2 separate regions of the Sus scrofa genome follow, and region 1 is linked to region 2. A link is a contact called in public Hi-C data. All regions are on one chromosome and are shown on one strand. Each heading gives the region's core, a stretch centred on a gene start, on an enhancer-like site or on the middle of the called end of the contact. The rest is flanking DNA. Distances are from core to core; before and after follow the strand shown. Region 1 overlaps FLI1 (Friend leukemia integration 1 transcription factor). Region 2 holds the start of LOC100516820.

The links. A called contact is a pair of places that touch in the nucleus more often than the background predicts.
Region 1: a Hi-C map of blood shows a contact between it and region 2, with 6 times the contacts expected there. The contact joins the enhancer-like site here to the promoter of LOC100516820 in region 2. A contact is called at or near these places in 1 of 5 promoter capture datasets (fetal skeletal muscle), 7 of 47 Hi-C or Micro-C datasets (alveolar macrophages, blood, embryonic fibroblasts and 2 more) and 1 of 2 datasets of contacts at active chromatin or transcription factors (alveolar macrophages).

Annotation. Positions count from the first base shown.
Region 1 is chr9:55,712,893-55,718,934 of Sscrofa11.1, reverse strand. It overlaps FLI1 (Friend leukemia integration 1 transcription factor), which reads right to left. Exons shown (of 10, transcript XM_021063122.1): 6 at 4,633-4,698. Among named protein-coding and RNA genes, the nearest start is that of KCNJ1, 97 kb to the left of the region's middle. Within about 2 kb of position 3,089, at least 6 of the 83 cell types and tissues checked have an H3K27ac peak or open chromatin away from gene starts, as enhancers often do.
Region 2 is chr9:55,619,926-55,625,751 of Sscrofa11.1, reverse strand. LOC100516820 reads left to right here and starts at 4,165. Exons shown (of 3, transcript XM_003130072.5): 1 at 4,165-4,502; 2 at 4,633-5,222. The coding sequence starts at 4,197. All of the region lies in intron 2 of FLI1 (Friend leukemia integration 1 transcription factor), which reads right to left.

The sequences.
Region 1 (6,042 bases), core at 1,840-4,339, 94 kb before region 2:
GTTGCTTTCATGCCTTGGTACTGTAAATAATGCTGTTATGAACATTGAGGTACCTGTGTCTTTTTGAATTAGAGTTTTCATTTTTTCTGGATATATGCCCAGGAGTGGGATTGCTGGATAATATGGAAACTTTGTTTTTAGTTTTTTTTTTTTTAAGGAACCTCCAAAATGTTCCCCATAGTGGCTGCATCAATTTACATTCCCACCAGCAATGTAGGAGGGTTCCCTTTTCTCCACATCCTCTCCAACAGTTATTATTTGAAGGTTTTTTGATGATGGCCTTTCTGACTGGTGTGAGGTGCTACCTCACTGTAGTTTTGATTTGCATTTCTCTACTAACTAGTGATGCTGAGCATCTTTTTATGTGCTTTTGCAATTTTTATTGGGGGTAAAACACACATTCATAGACTTGACCATTTTGACAATCTTTCGATGTATATTTCAGGGTCATTAAGTACATTCATGTAGTACGGTTATCACCATCAGAACTCTTTCATCTTCCCAAACTGAAACTCTGTGCCCACTGAACAATAACTCCCCATTCCTCCCTCCATCCAGCCCCTGGCAACCATCATTCCACTTTTCTGATCTTCAGGAATATGCCCACTTAAGATATTTCTTATGAATGGAGTCATACAATGTTTGTCCTAGGGCAGCAGTATTTTTAAAAATTTTTATGGCCATGCTGCAGCATATGGAAGTTCCTGGGCCAGGATGCGATTGAATCTGAGCCACAGCTGCAGCAACAACAGATCCTTTAACCCACTGCACCAGCTCGGGGAATGGACCTGCACTGTAGCAGCAACCCGAACCCCTACAGTAGGGTCTTTAACCCACTGTGCCACAGCGGGAACTCCATGGACCATCAGTATTTTAAAAAAACTGTCCAGTTCATTCTCTGTGCAGACTAGGGTGTGGTGCCAAGCAGGGGTTACGTATGAATTCATCTTTGGGAAGGGAGGAGAGTGAAGTGATGTGCGTGGAGATAATAGCGGGAAATTACAGACAGAAAAAAATCATGGAGAAAATTCAAATCTCTGCCATTTCAGTGAGGTATTGTTTTCATGAAAAGCCAGCTAGAAGGGAAAAGCTGTGTTTGTCAGGGGGACTATTTCAAGCACGGGATTTTGAATCCTATAACCTGCATTTGAATCCTTGCTCTGCTGTTGAATAGCCATGTGCCCCTTAGTGAGCCACTGAACAGTCCTGAACCTTACTTTCTCTGTCTGTAAAATGGAGCTAATTCAACCTACGCCCTCACCCCTATCTGAAGGATGTTACCAGGCTAAAAAGCAGAGGCAAAGCTTGTGAAGGTGACTGAGATATTGCAGAATCCTACACAGATGACAGTGGTGGCTGCTATTACACATGGGTAACAACTGCTTCCAGCCTAAATTATTTTTCTTAAGTGCATTAGCCTTGGTAACAGGTAGAGGTGGCTGGGTCCCATATGTGACCGTAGAATATTTACTTCAAAAATGCTTAAAGTGGAGTTTCTGTCCTGGCTCAGTGGTAACAAACCTGACGAGTATCCATGAGGATGCAGGTTTGATCCCTGGCCTTGCGTGGTGGATTAAGGATCTGGCGTTGCCATGAACAGTGGTGTAGATCACAGACAAGGCTTGGATCTGGCCCTGTGGAGGCTGTGGTGTAGGCTGGCAGTTGCGGCTCCGGTTCAACCCCCTAGCCTGGGAACTTCTGTATGCAGTGGGTGCGGCCGTTAAAAAAAAATGCTTAAAGACTTACACATTTATTTTTTAAAATCTAGTCTTACTTCCTGGGTGCCAATAACCCTCAGACAGGGAGTGCAATCGTTTTCAAGAGAGAAGCTGGAAGGGTGGTTATGTCACTTTAAAATAAAAAGACTTTCGCATTCGATAAATGCATTGAAGAAGCCTTCATAGAAGCATTCACATTCTCAACTTCTTTCCTTTGTGCCCATGTCAGCACCTGTCCTTTGTGACACACAGACACACACACAGACACACACACAGCTCTGGTGCTCTTGATGAACTCTGGGTTTGTTTGGGGCTGTGTGTGTGCCTTATTCAAACAAGATAGAGCTAAGGTTGCAGGATGTCTCCTCTTTATTCTTCCATTTAATATTTTAAGAACTAAAGACAGCTATTAGAGAAAAGCAGAAGAGAGGTAGGGAGGAGGGTGAAAGGGAGGGAGAGAGAGCCAGGCTAGCTTTGTCTTGCTAATGTACTTTGTTTTGTGGATGATGGGCCTTTAGACAGATTCAGACCACCTCACGAGGGGGGAGGCGACAGAGCAGCAAGACAGCTCAAGTGGAAAGCTTTATTGTGGACAAAAGATGCACCTGCAAGGCGCAGACTTAACCGTCTCTAGAGGCCAGGGCCGATGCTGGGAGATAAATGCCAGGCACCACCTGATGGAGGGCCTGGCAGCAGGCTTGCCTGGATCCTGCCGTTCATTCCTTTCTGAAGAGGGGCGGCCACCCACGTGTGCAAGCGGCTCCCGCAAAAGCCCCAAAGAGCCCGGGATGGGGGCGGGGGCGGCGGCATTACAAACGCACAAAAGGACCCGGGGAAGGAAGAGCAGCGGGCAGGTAGAGGAGAGGCTGAAAGCTAGGACCCCTGGAGGAGAAATGAGTCTTTAAGCAGCGCCGTACAAGCCAGACAAACTTGCTTCTCAATGAAGATCTGTATTGTAAGTCCAGTATCAGATAGTCTCTCCTTGGCTCTGCTCCAGCGTCTCACTGGTTAATCCCGGCGCTGTCAGCGGGCCTCAGCCGGCAGACCGGCAGGAGCTCTTTGGGATCTCCCGCTGGCCTTCCTCCCTCCCCTCCTCCCTCCTTTCCTTTCCTTCTTCCCCGTCTCCCTCCTCCCAAGATGTGGAACCCTATCTGCAGATGAAACGGAGTTTAGTAAGTAAACCAGATCAGCGCAGAGGCTCCCTGAAGCTCTTCCTTAGAAGCCAAGAGCTGAAGGTCAGGGGCAAGTCTGACTGGCTTAGTTCGGCCTCTTTATTTGACAGGAAACTGAGGTTCGGGGTAAGAAGTGATTTCCCCCAAGTAAACCAAAGGTGCTCCAACCTCCAGTTTAATGTGTTTGTCACTCTTAACACATTTTCTCTCTTACGGATGTTTGCATCATCATGGTAAGTAGGTCACCAAATAAAAAAAGGTTTGGACTGTAGAATGAGTCAATACAAGGATCGTTTTTTTTTTTTTTTTTTTTTTTTTTAAAATGGCCAAAGCCAATAACTCTGAGTTCGAAACGAAAACAGTAGCACAAATAGGACTGCCCCTGCGTGGGGTAGGGGTGAAGGAAGTCACAAAAAACCAGGAAAGTTTAGAAGCAGATTCTTTACGTTGAATATTACCTCCACGGAATTGTCTGGCCGTCATCTGGTTATAAACTGTTAACAGGAAACAGGAAGTCTTATATACCAAAGGTGTGAACTTGGTCAGGACACCTAGGCTCAATGGGTCTCTGTTTCCTCCATAATCCACAACGATTTTGAACCAAATGGTTCCCCTAGAAGAACTTTACGTTCCTCTAAAATATTATGCTGGGCTAATAACTCCATTCAACCATACCAAAACCTTCTGCCTTCACTCATTCTAAATGTCACATGTGCATTAAAGAAAAAGGATCAAAGGAGAGCCAAGAGCGACAGTCATACTCCTATTCATCCTTCAAACCCCCACTCAAAATGCCCCTCCTCTAGAAAATTTTTCTTTTGCCTTGGGCAGATTTTTTTCGCTCATGTTTTCTCTCCCTTGAGCCAGGTACCATGAATTACTCACTTGTTTAAATGCCTAGAACCTAAACGTCCAGAGCAGGAAATCTCCACAATGTTGATTCATAAATAAGGATGCTGCGAAAGGCTATTTGTCATGTTTGCTAACGTCCTCACTAGTGAAAACTATTTGCTGAGACCATTTTCTTTCTCTCAACCAAACCAAATCCCCAAATCACCATTTTGAAAGATGAATTGGTATGCCTTAAACTTCTTATCCAAAAACCCCAGAAGATGTGGCATTGCAAAAATCTTTGAAATCTTCATTTTATTTCTCTCATTAGAGAAAGCCCCCACCTTTCAGCTTTAAAAGCAAGTAGCATCTGCTTCCTTCCAAGAGCAACATGCTTGGAGTTCTTGTCGTGGCATAGCGGAAATGAATCTGACTCGGATCCACGAGGACGCAGGTTCGATCCCTGGCCTCAGTCAGTGGGTTAAGGATCCCGCGTTGCCGTGAGCTGTGGTGTAGGTTGCAGATGTGGCTCAGATCTGGCCTTGCTGTGGCTGTGGCATAGGCCAGTGGCTGCAGCTCCAATTCCGCCCCTAGCCTGGGAACCTCCATGTGCAGCGGATGCAGACCCAAAAAGACAAAAAAAAAAAAAAAAAAAAGCAATGTGCTTTCTCTCATGGACTACAACCTCAAGGCCTGTCTTTATAATGTTATTACAAGATATTTTACAGCCTTGTTGTGTTTTTTTGCAACTAGCAAGCGGTGCAAGGGGCTATCAGCTTAGGCGTCTAGAAAAGCTGAGTGGACAAGAGAGTTGGGGCATACACCTGAGGTTTCCCGCTCCTGTCTTAACATCATGGACTGTGCCAGACTGGTACCGGGGACAATTCTGAGTCCCTCGAGAACAGACTCACCTTCTTTGACATTCAGCCGTGGGGATGGGTCCGTGTGGGAGGTTGTGTTATAGGCCAACAGTGAACCTGAAAAGGAAGCAAAACGTCGGGTTATAACCAAGACACTTTCCTGGGATCAAGATTTGGTGATGGGATGAGAAGAGAGGAGACAGGGAGAAGGATGGAGGGCAGGATGTCTCTTTGAGAGAAAAAAGAAAACATTAATTTCACCCATGTTGGGGGGGCCGATCACGCTGGACTGTATCAGTTTCCTGGGGTTGGGATTCGTGGAAAGTGGGACAGGATGCTTGCAGGGGGGTGGGAGACACATGAGCCCTCCTGGCAGCCTTGATGAAGTCTCTGGAGTTCTCAGGTCCACACTATGTCATGGCCAGAACACAGGGCTGGGAACTGCACCCCGGTCCTGCGAGCGACTCCACGGGTGACCGTGGGGGAAGGACTTTACATGTCTGGACCTTGATTTCGTCATCAGAAAAATGAAGGGGTTGAACTACAAGCGGGGTTGGCAAACTTTTTGCAAAGACCAGATAGTAAATATTTTCGTCTTTTGCAGGCTAAAGACAGCCTCTGTGGCACATTCCTCTTTGTTTTTGTTTTCTTTTGTTTTGCCCAAGGGCCAGCGTTGGCCAGATTTGGCCTGCAGCCTGCACTGCCCCACCCTGGGGGGAAAGCCCCTCCGTTTCTTTTTGCTCTGGTGCCTTTGGGTTTACAGGTGGCCAAGGTGCTTGCATAGTCACCGTTGGTGGCGGGGATGTTGGGAGCTGGGACGGGGGATGGGGTAGCCGTGCTCCATCTGAAGAGGAACTTTTGTCTCTCTTGACGCATCTGGGAGAGACTATGAGTAAACATAACGCACTGAATTTTATGTCATCACGGAGGGCTGGTAGACAATCTTGTAGAATTAAATGTTACACAGAAGCACTTCAGTAGCGGGCACTAGTCTGGGCATTTTCTAATTTGTTGTTGCTGCATGTAAAACAAAATAAAAAGCAAACAAACAAAAAACCCTCCCTTCTTTCCTAAAACTAGACTTGTTCCTTTGTTTCAAGCATAGCCAAGCGCTTTATTTCAGAAAACATGGGCATTTTTGCCATCTTCCTTGAGGCTCTCCCAGGGAAACTCTGAACAGCTATCAAGAAGGCTGGGATCTGCTTTCACAAAGGATGCAGTAAGCTTGACATGGATGTTTGAGGCTAAAAAGTCTTTCCAAACAATTCTTTTCCTGTTCCCTGGGACTGAGGGGATGGACTTGGGTGCCAGGGCTTGGACTAGGGAACGGGCTGTCAGACACTCCTATTTTTAGTCTCAAGTCATGGAAGGGACACGGGAGTGGAGCGGCTGCCTCACCCAGGCGTGGGCGTTTGGTTGTGTGCCTTCAGAGAAACGGCGTGCCCTTCCAGGCCAGACGCC
Region 2 (5,826 bases), core at 2,916-5,415:
CTGCGCCTTCCTGAGGTAAAGGGTGAAAGCTGACAGTGTCTCTGTGCAACGGGGACTTGCTAGGTGCATCCCCCCCCCCCCGCCCCTGGCCATCCTGGCCATACAACGCCATCGCTATTGCTTTCAACCCCCCAACCTGCTTTGCTGATCAGAAGTTGTATGACCTTAGACACAGGATTATTTACTTCTGTGTCTGCTGCCTCCACTAGTGTGTAAATTCCAGCAGGCTTTTATTTATTTATTTATTTATTTTGTCTCTTTAGGGCCACACTGCAGCATATGGAGGTTCCCAGGCTAGGGGTCAAATTGGAGCTACAGCTACCAGCCTACACCACAGCCACAGCAACGCCAGATCCTTAATGCACTGAGTGAGGCCAGGGATTGAACCCACAACCTCCTGGTTCCTAGTCGGATTCTTTTCCGCCGCTTCGCCATGACAGGAACTCCACCAGCAGGCTTTTGATCCCTGTTTTACCCTCAACACATGAAGCAGAGCCTTGGAACATGAGAGACACATAAATAATATTTGTGGCGTTAATGAACTATGTATGTAATATAAGAAATCTAGACCTACTTTTCTGGCCAATCAATTGCCCGCAAGCCTTATCCCCAAGGAGAAATTCTACTAAGGGTACAGTCAATGAAGGTGCCAGAATTTCTTGAAGCCTTACTGTGACTTACTAAAAGAAGGTACTTTGGCCCCATTGTAGAGATGACAAAGCTAAGAGTCTGGGAGCTTAGTGCCCTGCTATGGGGCACACAGCAACGGAGCAGCAGAGCTGAGAATGAACCCGAGCTTTCTGACTCCAAGTCCCTGGTGGGTTCATTTCCCTATGTCATTCACCACATCTACATCTTCTTTGAAGGTCTCCATCTTTACTGGTACCCTGTGCATTGATGGAATAAAGGTTCTATCAATATAATCAGTAGCTACAATGGAAGACTGCCTAGAACTAAAACGTAGTTTTTGAAACCGGGTCATTCTTCAAGCAGCAACCAGTATCATGTGCTTTTCAACACTGATACTATCACCACGGGGAGCGGGGCGGGGCAGGGTGTTGTTTAATGTTATAGGTTAACTTGTCTGTGGCAAAAAGAGTAGAACGGCCCTGCAACTTTTGGTGCCCCCAGTGTGATGCTCAGAGCCTTCCCAAGAGACATTCCTGGAGAGGAGAAGAGAGCATGATACAGAAGGACTTACTATAACAAGGGTGATGAGGTTGAGATTTTGTAATCACATGAAGTTGTGCAAAGTATGCTCAGAATAAAATGCTTCTGCAAGGAAACCCTGACTTCCCTGGCATCCTGGATCACATAGCTCCCCAGTGCTGAGACCCAGGGCTATTTTGAAATATAAACAAGCTTTATACATGAGGAAGAAATATGCAGATGCATGAAAGTGAAAATTCACATCTCCAAATTAATTAAAGAGGATTTGATTAAGGCCGTCCAAGGCCATTCAAACTGGGAACGGGTCTACAAATTCAAGGTGAGATGTAGTGTCCTAAGACCAGTCTGGAACCGGACTTCGTGGACATGTAGGTACATGCGCTTGCAAGAGCAGACATTCATGACATTTTAGGAACTGAAAGGATTGGAAAGACACTATCGTAGAGGTGATTCAGACCTACCGTTTCATTTTTACAGTCTTAAGATCATACTGGCTTAATGGAATGCACATCCTCACTCAGAGACCAGAAGTCCACTGGCCTGTCCTTGTCCACTGTCTTCTCCAAACCCAGTGCCTGAACAACTGTGAAGTGGGGTCTGGGAACCCCAAGATCCGAAGGTCACACATGAACAGGAAACTGTGGCTTTCACACAATTTAAATATCAAAGTATACACTAAAGACTCCATCCTTCAGAATGTTAGGGAGTGAAGAAGACAGTTTGAAAAGCCACGGCTCTGTTGGTGGGTCTCATAGCCAGGCAACCTGGATCAGAGACAAAGGTTTTCAGGGGGGCGCCCCCCCCCCCCCCCGCAGTCTGGATGGACTCAGGTGCTCGGCACCCACAGGAGAAAGAAGATCATCACTCCCGCCCCTGGCACGAAGCTCCAGGGTCCTGGTCTATGCCTGTTCTCATGGCCTGCCATGCCAATCCCTGAGCATGTATCTGAAGAGGTTAGCACATCCTGGGTACACAGACCACAGCTTCCTCCCTACCCTCAGGGCCTGTGCTAAGAGATCTGAACATCGGGGAGATGTTGCTTCACTTCTCCTAAGGGTGTCCACATCAAGACCCTGGAGCCGTGTTACCACCCTTCCGGATCAGAGGGGGGCCTTCTGGGTAAGTGGCAGGCAACCCCATGTAACGAGCAGGAGCCTTCCAGAATGGAGCATCTTATTGACACCAGAGAGACAGCGACACTGTACGCACATACCAACAAGAAGAGCAATAGGCATACAATGACCAGTGACCACCTTCCCAGAGGAATCCCCTCTCACCCACTCCTCACCCACACACTTTAAACTTGAGGAACTCAGACTCACATAGGCTCCCTTTAACCCATTACAATCAGTTATCTCATCTCCAGATTTTCAAGTTCCTGCTGTTGGTGCCTTTTACTTAAGTCAGCATATTTCAAACTTTCAGAGAAAAAAAAAAAAAAAACCTTAGAAAATAAAAACCACTACCCCACCCAAATGATAAAAATCTTTTGAATTCTCCAAGCCCAACATCTTAGCCTCCTCTTACTCAGCCCTGAGCAAAGACTTGATTCCTCTGGGTTCTGGGAATGGCGGGCTCTGCCAGTCCCCACCTCACCAGCCTAATAGTTTTTCCAGACCGACTCAGGCTTGGTGTCCTGGGACAGCCTCGCAGCCAACTCCTGGTCCCATTCATTCCTCTCGGTCCTCTAAGGCCAGTCACATTAGGGGGTGTCCCTCCTCTGTGCTCTTGGCCCCACTTCCCTCTTCCAGAGGCAGCAGGCAGCCAACCCTCAGGCAGAAGCCCTGAGAAGCCTGCGGTGAAAACCAGACCCTCTGGGCTGCACTTGGCAACCTGGACGCAGGCTTGAGGCGTGGGGTGAGGGTAGGGGTGGGGGCTAGGAGTCCGCCGGGCAGTAGTCGAGGCTGCCGGCTCAGAGCCGCTCTCTTTCGGAGGAGCGGCTCTGCAGGCGCAGAAGCGTCTTCGAGAGGTCGGCAGGAGACCTGCCCCGGGACTGGTGCAGCCCCGGCGCGGAGTGCAGGAGCCGGACGCGAAGAGTGGCGCGGACCGGCCGGGAAAGTGATACCCCGGCGGAGGAGTGGCGAGGCCCGGCCCATTAGTCCTGGGGAGCCGGCAGCTCCCGAGCGCCGAGAACCCGGCACCAGAAGCGCCAAGAGGAAGGGAAACTGGCCCGCACTGACATGTAAACAGGGCTTCCATCTGGAGGAACTCGCTCGCACAGACCCCTAGACACACTCACTTGCACCCAGATCCGTCTGCAACCAATCCACTTGCCCGCCCCTGGGCCCACCCTGCAGGGACTTAGGCTGTTGGCGACTGCCTTCCCGCCCCCGCCGCCTTCGGCCTCCGGGGAGAGAAAGCCGGCCGCCAAGGCGGGTGCCCAGCGCAGGGGCCCGGGTGCCTGGCTCGCAGGGTGGGAGTGGTGGCCCCGGAGGTCTCTGGCCCTTGGCTGCGATCCGCGCCGGGCTCCCGGAGTTTCACGCCGCCGCCCCCGCCCGCAGCCCCGCCGGCAGCGCGGTGGGAGGGGGCCGGCTTCCACTTTGGGACCAGGGGTGTCGGAGAGACCGCCTTGTCGGGGACCCCGGCGGGTCGCCCCCGCCTGCGAGACCCGCCACTCGAGCGCGGGAGGAAAAGCCGGGGCGCGGAAGGAAGGGAGAGTGGCCACGTCTTCCGGGACCCCGGAGCTCCGCGCCCAGCCTGCCCGCCGCCTCGCCTCCCAAGCCAGCCCCGCCGCTCCGCGCCCACTGCCCCGTCGCTTACCTTAATAGTCCCGTCCATTTGGCCAAGTCTGCAGCCGAGCCCCCCAATATTCCACACATTGACCCGGTTACAGCCTGACCTCGCAGCCCCTTCGGATTAGCCCGGCGCGGCCTCTCTGGCGCCCTGGGCCCTCCCTGCGTGCCCCCCGCGAGCGCCCTGCCCTCGCTCCCCTGTGCACGTTTGTTGTTGTAGCGGAGCGAAAAAGAGACAGTTAACCGGATGAAACTTTTTTTCAGCTAATTTTGGGAAGTGACTTCACTTTGCGAATGGGGAGGAAGTCCTATCTCTCTCTCTCTCTCTCCCTCTCTCTCTCTCTCTCTCTCTGTCTCGCGCTCTCCTCTCTCTTCTCTTCTCTCCCCTCTGGTCTCCCTCGTCTTCCCTCCCCCCCCACACCCCTTCTTCCTCCCCTCGGCTGCTCCTGCTTTTCGCATCACACACACTATATAAATATACGCGGAGATGCCCAGATACATTCATGCGCTGCGCACACAGGATACTTGCTCCCGGGAGATAAGAGCGAACTAGGAACAATGCCGGGGTCCACGCCCGGCGCCCGCGCCCTGATTCCCGAGGTCTGCAAGCCTCCCCCCATCACCTTCGCCCAAAGTCCAACACCAAACGCCTTTGGCCTCCTTCCTTTCCCCGGGGCTGTTGGCTGAAGGTGGCCCTCCTGACTCATTCACTTTCCGTTTCTTCCCACAGATACGTTCATTAATGCTTTTTCCAGCCGGAGACAAATTTTGGGGGGGGGGGGGAGTGCAGAAGAGTTTACTCGGGCTGGGGATAACCTGGAGCTTACTGCCCTGGAAGACCTGGACGCAAACCGAAGCAGACCAACCATTAAAAAGTGCATCCAATGGACATTCTTCCACTCGGGCCCTCGACTGCGGAGTCGCGCAAACTCCTGGAGCGGCTCACGCAACTACGCGGGCTCCTGCGGTTTCGGACGGACCTCGGCCGTCGGGGGCGGGGACTCGGCTCCCAGCGCGGTTAGCGAAGGGACGCCCTCGGGGCGGTGCGCCTCGGTCCCTCAGCTACTGGAGAGCTCCCGGCTCCGGGATCCGCGGCACCCCAGGCCACTTATCCGCGCCATCTAGGGTCAAACCCCTCGCGCATACCCCGACCCAAGGGCCCAAACCCTTGCGCCCGGGCGCCCGGGCCAGTGCTGCCTATGCAGTGCCACCTTTGGCCCCAAGAAACCTACGGTACAGCGAGACGATCCCTCCAGGCTGTCCGGCAGGTCTCCAGAACACAGCTTGCAACATCCCCGCACCGACCCAGACCTCTCCCAGGTGAGACCCCCGGGCCTGCGCTCCAGACCATCATCCCCACCGCGCCACGGAGGCCAAGGTCCCCACCGCCCGCCTTTTCAGTCCCCGCCACCCAGAGACCTCCCCGGTCCTCCTGCAGTGCCGCCGCCCGCTCCGTGTGGGGCAGCCTCAGGAGTCCCGGCGCAGAGGGAGGACCGCCAGGCGCTCTCGGGCTGACTCCCTTGTCCCCAACCTCCGAAACAGGTTACCTTGTTCACGCTCTTTCCAGACCACGCTTTGGACTTTTTCACTTTTATTTAAGAGTCCACTCGGGGAAGAAGGGGGAAAAAAATCCAGAGAAGATCCGAGTCAATTGAAAAAAAAAAATTCAAAAGGGTGTCGGCCAAAAAAAAAAAAAAAAGTGACATTAATTCTTTATTTCTTCAGCAGCAATTGAGCCCCAGAGAGCTCGCTGGCCTCCCTCCCTCCCTCCTCCCGCCCCCCTCTCGAAATTAGTCTCATCAATTCAGCTCCAATTTTGGGTTCGAATACAGACACGGGGCTGAACGTGACCAGACCTGGAGTGGCGGGTGCAGCCTGCCAGCAATTGAGACTCGGTGTGTGTACGGGGGAGTGGGGTGGGGGG